Regions from separate parts of the Capsicum annuum genome. Here region 1 is linked to region 2. Evidence: chromatin contacts called from public Hi-C data. All regions are on one chromosome and are shown on one strand. Each heading gives the region's core, a stretch centred on a gene start, on an enhancer-like site or on the middle of the called end of the contact. The rest is flanking DNA. Distances are from core to core; before and after follow the strand shown.

The links. A called contact is a pair of places that touch in the nucleus more often than the background predicts.
Region 1: a contact with region 2 is called in a Hi-C map of bud, with 2.2 times the contacts expected there. The contact joins the promoter of LOC107879536 here to the enhancer-like site in region 2. A contact is called at or near these places in 2 of 5 Hi-C or Micro-C datasets (bud and placenta).

The regions. Positions count from the first base shown.
Region 1 is chr1:133,253,117-133,257,517 of UCD10Xv1.1, reverse strand. It overlaps LOC107879536 (30S ribosomal protein S1, chloroplastic), which reads right to left and starts at 1,380. Exons shown (of 7, transcript XM_016726564.2): 1 at 855-1,380; 2 at 301-576; 3 at 10-90. The coding sequence starts at 1,154.
Region 2 is chr1:132,953,864-132,958,024 of UCD10Xv1.1, reverse strand. It overlaps LOC107879508 (importin beta-like SAD2 homolog), which reads right to left. Exons shown (of 21, transcript XM_016726543.2): 20 at 2,733-2,868; 21 at 1,720-2,144. The coding sequence ends at 1,990. Among protein-coding and RNA genes, the nearest start is that of LOC107879518, 6.4 kb to the left of the region's middle. Within about 2 kb of position 1,899, at least 4 of the 5 cell types and tissues checked have an H3K27ac peak or open chromatin away from gene starts, as enhancers often do. A contact at or near this core is called in bud, where this site is marked.

The DNA.
Region 1 (4,401 bases), core at 131-2,630, 300 kb before region 2:
ATAACTAACCGTTGATATCTGGGAGAATGGAACAAAACCACGAAGGCCCTCGACCAGAGCGACCACTCCACCTTTATTTGCGCCGACCAACTGCAAAACCATCGACAGAAACAAGACTTGGATCATTGACATAGAAGTGAATGCCCTGCTAAAGCAGTGTGCTATGCAGAGATGACAGCAAGAAGGTATGCCTAGTGTTGGTTAATAAAAAAATAAGATCCAAAATCATGATACACAGTGACATTCCAAGTCATCATAGAATTTCATTTCTGGTATTAATAATTTAGAGGAAACACATACCTTGCCTTTGACGACTACGTCTTCAGCTTGTAGCTGCCTGCATCTCTCCCATGCAAGGTCATACTGAATTGATCGCAAACTCAAAACCAAACTATCATCAGCTTCATTTTCACCAACTACGACAAACTCCTCACGCAAGCCAGGAAATATTCCGGCTTCCTCTACATGTTTGATGGTGTGAAGTGAGGCCTCACGTATAGGCAAGTATGCAGATGATTTTGCAGTGATGTCAACTAGAGCTCCATTTGCTTCTACAGAAAAAACTGTTCCTTTCACCTAAACAGACAAAAATCAAACTTTTCGTTCGCTGTTGACAATCAGAGTAGTAACTTTTATACTTGAGCTATAAGCCATTTTTGACTAACCAAGCTAATCTCAAAAATCCAGTGATAGACTAAAGAATACGATTTACTATTGTCTACAAAATAACAGATTTCAATCGAATACAAAATAGACACCTCATAGCATTGTGTTTATCATTTTACAATTTGAGGGAAAAAACAACACTCAATTAGTAGAAAATTAGTTGAGAAAGAGAAAAGAAGAAATTCAACCTTGGTACCAACTTCGGAATCAAAATCATATTTTTCAAGGGCAGAATGAAAATCATCAACAGTAAAGGCAACACCTTCCATAGGTGTAGTGCGACATCTCTCATAGGCATCCTCAAATATCTCCTTAAGCTTTAGTCTTTCTCTCGTTTGTGCATTTGTGACCACTGCTGCAGAAGCTTGTGCTGCTATTCTTGCCTTTTGGATCTGCTGCTTACTCTGATGATTGATGCGATTGACAAGCTTCTTTGTTGAAATTGGTGGGCACTTCAACCCAACGAACTGCCGTGCCAAAGAAGCCATTTTTGGTAATCTCAGGAAATGAATAATTCGTTACTCGCCAGCTTCTTTGGGTAGATATAGATAAGATAAAAGGAACAAGAACAGAAACACCAACGCAACACGGTCCCACTTCACCTCTAATGGGTCGTTTGGTGCGGGATATTCCGATAAATAGTTTCAGAATAAAAGATAATTCACAGATAAAATTGTTGTCTTGTTTGATTGCAAATTTGAAATAATTTATTATATTATGAGATTAAATAGTATGGATATGCTTCTATCCTCTAAAATTATTCATTTTAAATTTTTTTATTTAATTTTTTATTTTATTTATTTTTTTATTAATTAAGATAAAATAATTTTTTTCTATTATACCCTTAATAATTGATTATTCCTTATTACTAGCATTGAATTATCAAATCTTGAAAAATATTATAAGAAATTTGGTAATCGTATGATCCTAATTATTCATGCAAAAAATATTTTGGTACCATCCATATAATAACTCCGTCAATATTAGAATTAACAACATGACACAATTAACAGGGGTAAAATGATAAAGTTACATTATCGATCATTGTTTTCTTAATAGTTGTGCCATTTCAATTTGGGACGGAGGGATAAGGTTATTACATCCTTTTGGTATAATAATTTCTAAATAATTCATCTTCACATAAAGTCATAAAATAACAAAATTATCCTTCAAATCCTTCGATTATAACTTTTCACATATAGAAGGTGAAAGATATTTCTATAAATAATAATATATTCTTAGAAAGAATGTAATGTATAGTATTATTTTTAGTACTATAAATCATACAACCACTAAAAAATTATATCGAAATAACTAATTTCAGGATAATTAATCTCAACATAACTAGTCTCGGCATAACTTGTTTTCAAATTAAACGACCCCTAAATTTCTTAGCTGGCTTTCTTTAAGACAATTGAGTGGTAGGAGACAAATAAGTTTGAAATTTAAAAAGGTGACAATTTTGAGCAATTAAGGTGAAATTTTCAATTAATGTTTGATTAAGCTAATTTATGTGTGAAGTGTAATTTTGAAAACTTTTAAACTTTAAAAAGAATTCCCTCTCAATTCAAATTTTAAAATTTAAAACTTTCCCCTACCTTATCTTATTAATATTTCTTTCTTTTTTTTCCTCTTTTTTCTCTCTCATATTTCTCTTTTCCTTCATCTTTTTTCTACTTTTTCTTTGTCATTTTTTTCTCACAATCATCGCTACTAAGACGTTCATCTTTTTTATTGCATTATTCTTCTTGCTATTCTCTTTCTCTTTTTATTTTTATTTTTATAAATTATTTTCTTTTAATTTTGAGAACTTTAAAAAAATGATATTCTTTAGATGTTTGAAGAAATTATGCAAAAAATCAAGCAACTACGATAGTTGCTTCAACAACTGCGGTAGTTGCTACAATAATTGGGTAGTTTCTATAGCAACTGTGATAGTTGCTACATTAAGTATGATAGTTGTTGCAACGAGTGTGGTAGTAATTGCAGCTAGGACTAGACATATTTTGATTCAAACCGAAAAAATGGGAAAATTCAAATCGAAATTTAATTTTGATTTCATTTTTCAATTCTTTGGATCAAATTCAAATTTTAGAAATTCAGTTAATTGATTCGATTTTTAGTTTTTCAAAAAAAAATTGGTTATATCGAAAAATCAAAATTATATATATGTAGTTATGTATTATGTAAAACTTATAGTTATTTCATTTCATTTTCAGTTATGTATTATGTAAAACTTATAGTTATTTCATTTCATTTCATACATGTTGAGTTATTTATATTTGGGAATGAAAAATAGGTTTAAAAAAATTATTTTTCTAAAAAATCATTAATTTTAAATGGTTAGTCATAGTAAAGAAAGGCTCACTACTTTAATCTTCAAAATCAAAATCAAAATTTAAAATAATCAAATCGAATTTGTACAAATCGAACCAAACCAAATTTATTTCAGTTTGATTACGGTTGGCATTTTCTTCAATCCAAAAATTAAAAAATCAAACCGATATTAAACAACCAAATCGAACAAACCGAATGTCCATCCTTAGTTACAGCAACTGTGGGTAGTAAGTGCAGATAGCAACTCGGTAGTTGATGCAGTAACTCGATAGTTGCTGCAACAACTATTATAATTATTGTGTTGCAGCAATTGTTGTAGTTATTATAATAGCTGTGACAATTGTTGCAGTATTTATTGTAGGTGCTACAATAGCTACCGTTATGTTGTAACAATTAGGACAGTTGTTGCAGCAACTTGGACAACTGCTTGCTTTTCTAGCAAAAGATGTGGTAGAAAAATCGATGAAGAAGAAGATGATAGTTATGGCAGAGGAGGAAGTGGTAATATTGGTGGTGTAGAAGAAGAAAATGGTGGTGTTGGTGGTAGTGATAAAGGAAGAGGAATAGGTAATTGTGTAAGAGAGATGAAATGGTGGTTAAAGAGGAAGAGAAGGAGGTGTATTGATGATAACGGAGAGAAGATGATGGTGGTTGCGGTGGCAATAGAACGGTTGAAGAAGGATGGGATGGGGGTGGTAAAAATAGGGTCATTGTGTAAATAATGAAACTTGAGAGTTTTAAAATTAGGATTATTAACACTAATCTTAAAATTGTCAACTCTACTCAATAATTAAGACTCATGTCACTCTTTTTAAGTTTTAAAATTTTTTTATCACCAATTAATTTCCTTCTTAGTGCCTGTTTGAAATGAAAAGTTGATCAAAATAGTTTTTAACCATTTTTTACTATTTGAAGAGCTTCACAACTTACAAAATCACTTAAAAGGTTAAAATTTGCTTTGTAAAAGTCAAAAGTTAAAAGTAAAGGACCCTCTACGTTTTTAGTTTTGGCTTATAAGCCATTATGGTTTGACCAAGTAAAAAGCATCTATGTCCCTTGAAATTTTCACATATTCCAAAATTACCTTCATGTTTACCCTAAAACATTGTTCTCTTCACCACTCCTCATATCTAAAGTCGCAGCTCTCTAGATCCTTTCTCAATTAATGCATATTACTTCGAGATTCTGCAGTAAGTTCTCTTCATCTTTTCATTTTCTCTCTAGTTTTTCTTTTTTATATCCATGTTTGTGTTTTCTCATTTTTTTTGTGTATTTTTTTAAATGTGTGATAGCAATTTGATGTTTTGTGAAGTTGATGTGTAAACAAGAAAATTTCATGAACAATAATAATTTGAGGCCTAATTATATAGTTATATTTTTTTAATTATGATTCATAGC
Region 2 (4,161 bases), core at 650-3,149:
ACATAACTATATATTAATATACATAAGTATCTTATGTATTATAGCCTGTTTGGGATTGCTTATTTCCCAAAATAAGCACTTATTTTGAGAAAAAAAGCACTTTTAAAAAAAAAAAAAGGTGTTTGATAAACTTGCAAAAGTGATTTTAAAAATAAGCAGAAGCAGAAATCTGTTTCTGGGAAGAAGCAGAAATCTGCTTCTCAAAATAAGCAGAAAATTATTTTTTTATGATAAAAATATCCCTATCACACACACAAATATATAATATATACCTTATTAGTTAATTAACATATCTTACAAGTTTGATTAATGTTTGATTTTTAAAAATTTATATTTTATATTTCGTCATAATTTTTTATGATTTATATATTATTATTTTATTTTCACTCATTTTCTTTAAATAAATTTAAAAATATCATTGATGATGATGACTAAAGAATATATAAATTATTATATTATTATTAATGATAACAATTGACAGATAAATCACGTTACAAGATTGTATTTTGATATCACATATAAAAAAAATTAAATATTTAATTTTAAATAAATAATTCATGAAAAGTGACACATTTGTTAAAATATAATGTATATATGTGTGTGTGTGTGTGATGAATTGCTTATTCGTAATAAATTTTGACACCGTAAAAATATATTAAAAAAGACTTTAACTATTATGCTAACGAAAGCATCATCACAGAGATCAAAGAAGCAGACCAGTCTTTTGGTATACCTTCAGAAATTCAAGACAGATGTTCTACAAGTATGGAGATATTGCGTGATAAAATTAGGGATGAAATTGTTGAGAATTTTTGTAATATATGAAGGTCTAATTTTTTTTGTCGTTAATTTTTTCATATATAGTGATTTAATTTATGAAATTACTTCTGTATTCATTTTTGTTTGATGTTTTAGGTAATATTTAAATTATTTAAGTAATATATCACCATTTAATTTTTTTTAACGTATTTATGTATATAAATATTGATTGAAAATTTTAGAATACGTACTTTTTAATTAAATTAAAAAATTAATATAGCTATTTAATATAATTTTCTCTATAACTCAGATCAAACTCCATTATGATGCTTAAGCTTTGAGAATTACGCACATGCAACAAGTAACTCGTAGATTTTTTATTTAGTGAAGTTGAAAAAATTAAGAAATTAAACTAACCTCAAAAATAAATTAAAGAAGATGACGATGTTTAACAACTTGATAAAATAAGATTTGTAAATTCAAACCTTGAAATCTCTTAATTATGGTTGCTTGATTTTAGACATAAATTTTGGAGGTGTGATACTTATATGGATATCTATATGGAGACTGGAGAGGGAAAATCTAAAACAAAATATTTGTAACTAGTTTCAGTAGACAATTTTATATAATAATAGAAAGTTAGGATCTACATTTATGTAAATTAATACTCACTCAATTTCCTTGTGTTCCACCTTTGTATTATAAGCCCAGAAGGATATTTATGCAAATATAGTAAAACTGGAACACTGTAATTGACTTTGAGAAGGGAATCTTACTACTGGAACACTGTAATTGACTTGAAAAAGGAATCGTACTTTAGCTATAATATAAAATATTATTAAACATTTAAGCACCAGAAAATTCCAATCCAAAATTATAAATCTACAAAAATAAAATCAAAGCCAGCAAAATTTGAATTCAAACAACATAAAATTCCCAAAAAAAAAAACTGCAATCATGTATTTGGAATTTTGGATTGAGGTAAAAATCTTAAAAAACTTGGGTTTGGGTAACTTCCCCATTCCACGTCTCCACCTAGGAGTTATTCCACTTCAATAGTTATGAGACTTGCACAAAGAGAACACAGGACATCCACCAGCACAACAGCACGGCAAATATTACAACAATAAACAAAATAATCAGCCACCAACAGCACACCGGACAACAAGACTACAGCAATCAGAGCTATAAAAGAAATAAGAATGCCGAGAGCATCATATGTATCACATGCTATATAGGTTGTCGGAAGTATAATTTACATTCAGGAAAGACTTCCAAGAAACTCAAAATCAGTTCTGGTGACAACTGTAGCCGTAAAAGCACTTGGTGATATCTTTCAATTGTCAAAAGCACAGTGCTCTCCAGATCCACATCTTCCAAACAACCTGAAGTAATTGAATAAATAAAGGGGGAAAAAACAATACAAATCTTAGAGTGAACATCAAGACTGAAGATATTAAACACGTAAAAGGCAGTTAAAAACGATGTAAATACTTAAGTAAAGTCAACTAGGATATATTTAGCCTGATTTAATTGTAACATCTGCACTGAATGGATATAAATGATGTGTATAGCCAACTCCAACATGAGTTGAGGTATAGTCCACCATTTGAAACTTGAGAGAAAAGACTTCTCTGTTGAAGCAGAAATAATCATTTAAATGTGACAACCTACAGAAGATATTCTCAACATGACATCTCAGTCTCTTTGCTATCTCGGCATTTTAAGATTACAAACTTTCACTAGCAGATTATCTCATGAACCAAGACAAAAATCATTATGATTTCAAAGTAAGCAAAATAATGTTGTTGGAGTCAGTAGAAATGAAACAATTGAGTGATTTTTTCTATGAAACAGATTGAAGAGATTTTCTATACTATAAAACAGTTCAAATAAGTAATAGTTGTCACCTTGCACGTCAAATGTCTGCATCCTTGTGTTATTTTAAAAATGAGAGCATTAGGCAGGCTTACCCAGTTCAATTTCTAGCTCTTGATCTTCCACATCTCCTTCTTCCACTATGGTTCCATTTTCCATTTCTGCCGCTGTCTTGGCACACCTCTCCAAGAACTCTTCTTCAGTTTCTTCATGTTCATCATCTTCAGAGTCCTGCCATTGAATTAAGAATGATAACAATCGGCTTTCATCACCTACTGCAAAGGTGTTATGAAAATATAGAAAATAACAAAGAAGCAGTACAAAGCCTACAAGAAAGGAACAAGAACAACAAAATAGAGCACTAATCGAACACAATAAACAACAAAAAAGCAAAACTTACAATAATACGGCTAGTACAACAACAAACACCAACAAGCCTAAACCCTCGAAAAGCATGACAACACTCCACTACCTATTAACTTTCTACCCTAATAAGCGTCCTCCATACCCTCCTATCTAAGGTCATGTCCTCATAAACCTGAAGTTAGGTCATGTCCAGTCTAATCAACTCTACCCAATACTTCTTCAACCTACCTCTACTTTTCCTCGTACCTACTATATTCAATCTCTCGCACCTCCTCACCGGAGCATCTGCACATCTTCTCGTCTAAACCATCTCAATCTCGTTTTCCGCATCTTGTCCACCACAGAGGCTGCTCCCACCTTATCCTAGCACTTTGTTTGAATGGTGGTTTGTCATGGTTTCATAATGTACGGTACTGTATGGTATGGTATTGTACTATATATAGTATAGTACAATACGATGTTTAGATGGAATATATCGTTCACTGTTGTTTAATAACAATTTTATTGTTTAGTTTGACAGTATGGTATTGTATCGTAATTGTAAGTTTACTAACAGAGTTAATACATAAAAATGACCCTAAACTTGACACCAAATTATAACTATGACCTTAAACTTTGATAGTGCACAAATAGGACCTTTAACTATTCAAAACCTGAACAAATATGACCTTCGATTTTGCAACCCCATGCGTGAGTTTCACACGCGCCTACGTGGAAAGGTAATCCAATCACACGGTGCCACATCGTTAAAAGGGCTGACTTAGAGGGAGGTCATATTTGTGCAGTTTTGAATAGTTAAAGGTCATATTTGTGCACTATCAAAGTTTTTCTTTTTGTGTTAAAAGGCATCATCATTATTATTATTATTATTATTATTATTATTATTTCTATAGTTGCAACACCTAGCTTTTTTTAAAATTAAAAAATCAAACCTGCGGCAGTAGGCTGAAGGAAGCGCCCAAGAAGAGCAAATAATACTACTGGGTTATCTAAGTGTCTTGTTTCATGTGGTTAAACATCAATATACGTACATAAATATAGATTTTCTACCTTATATATATAACGTAATTTTTTTACCGCCCCATGGCAACCACGTAGGTCCGCCCCTGCATTAATTTAATAATGTTTTAATAACGTTAATTTAATAACATTATAATA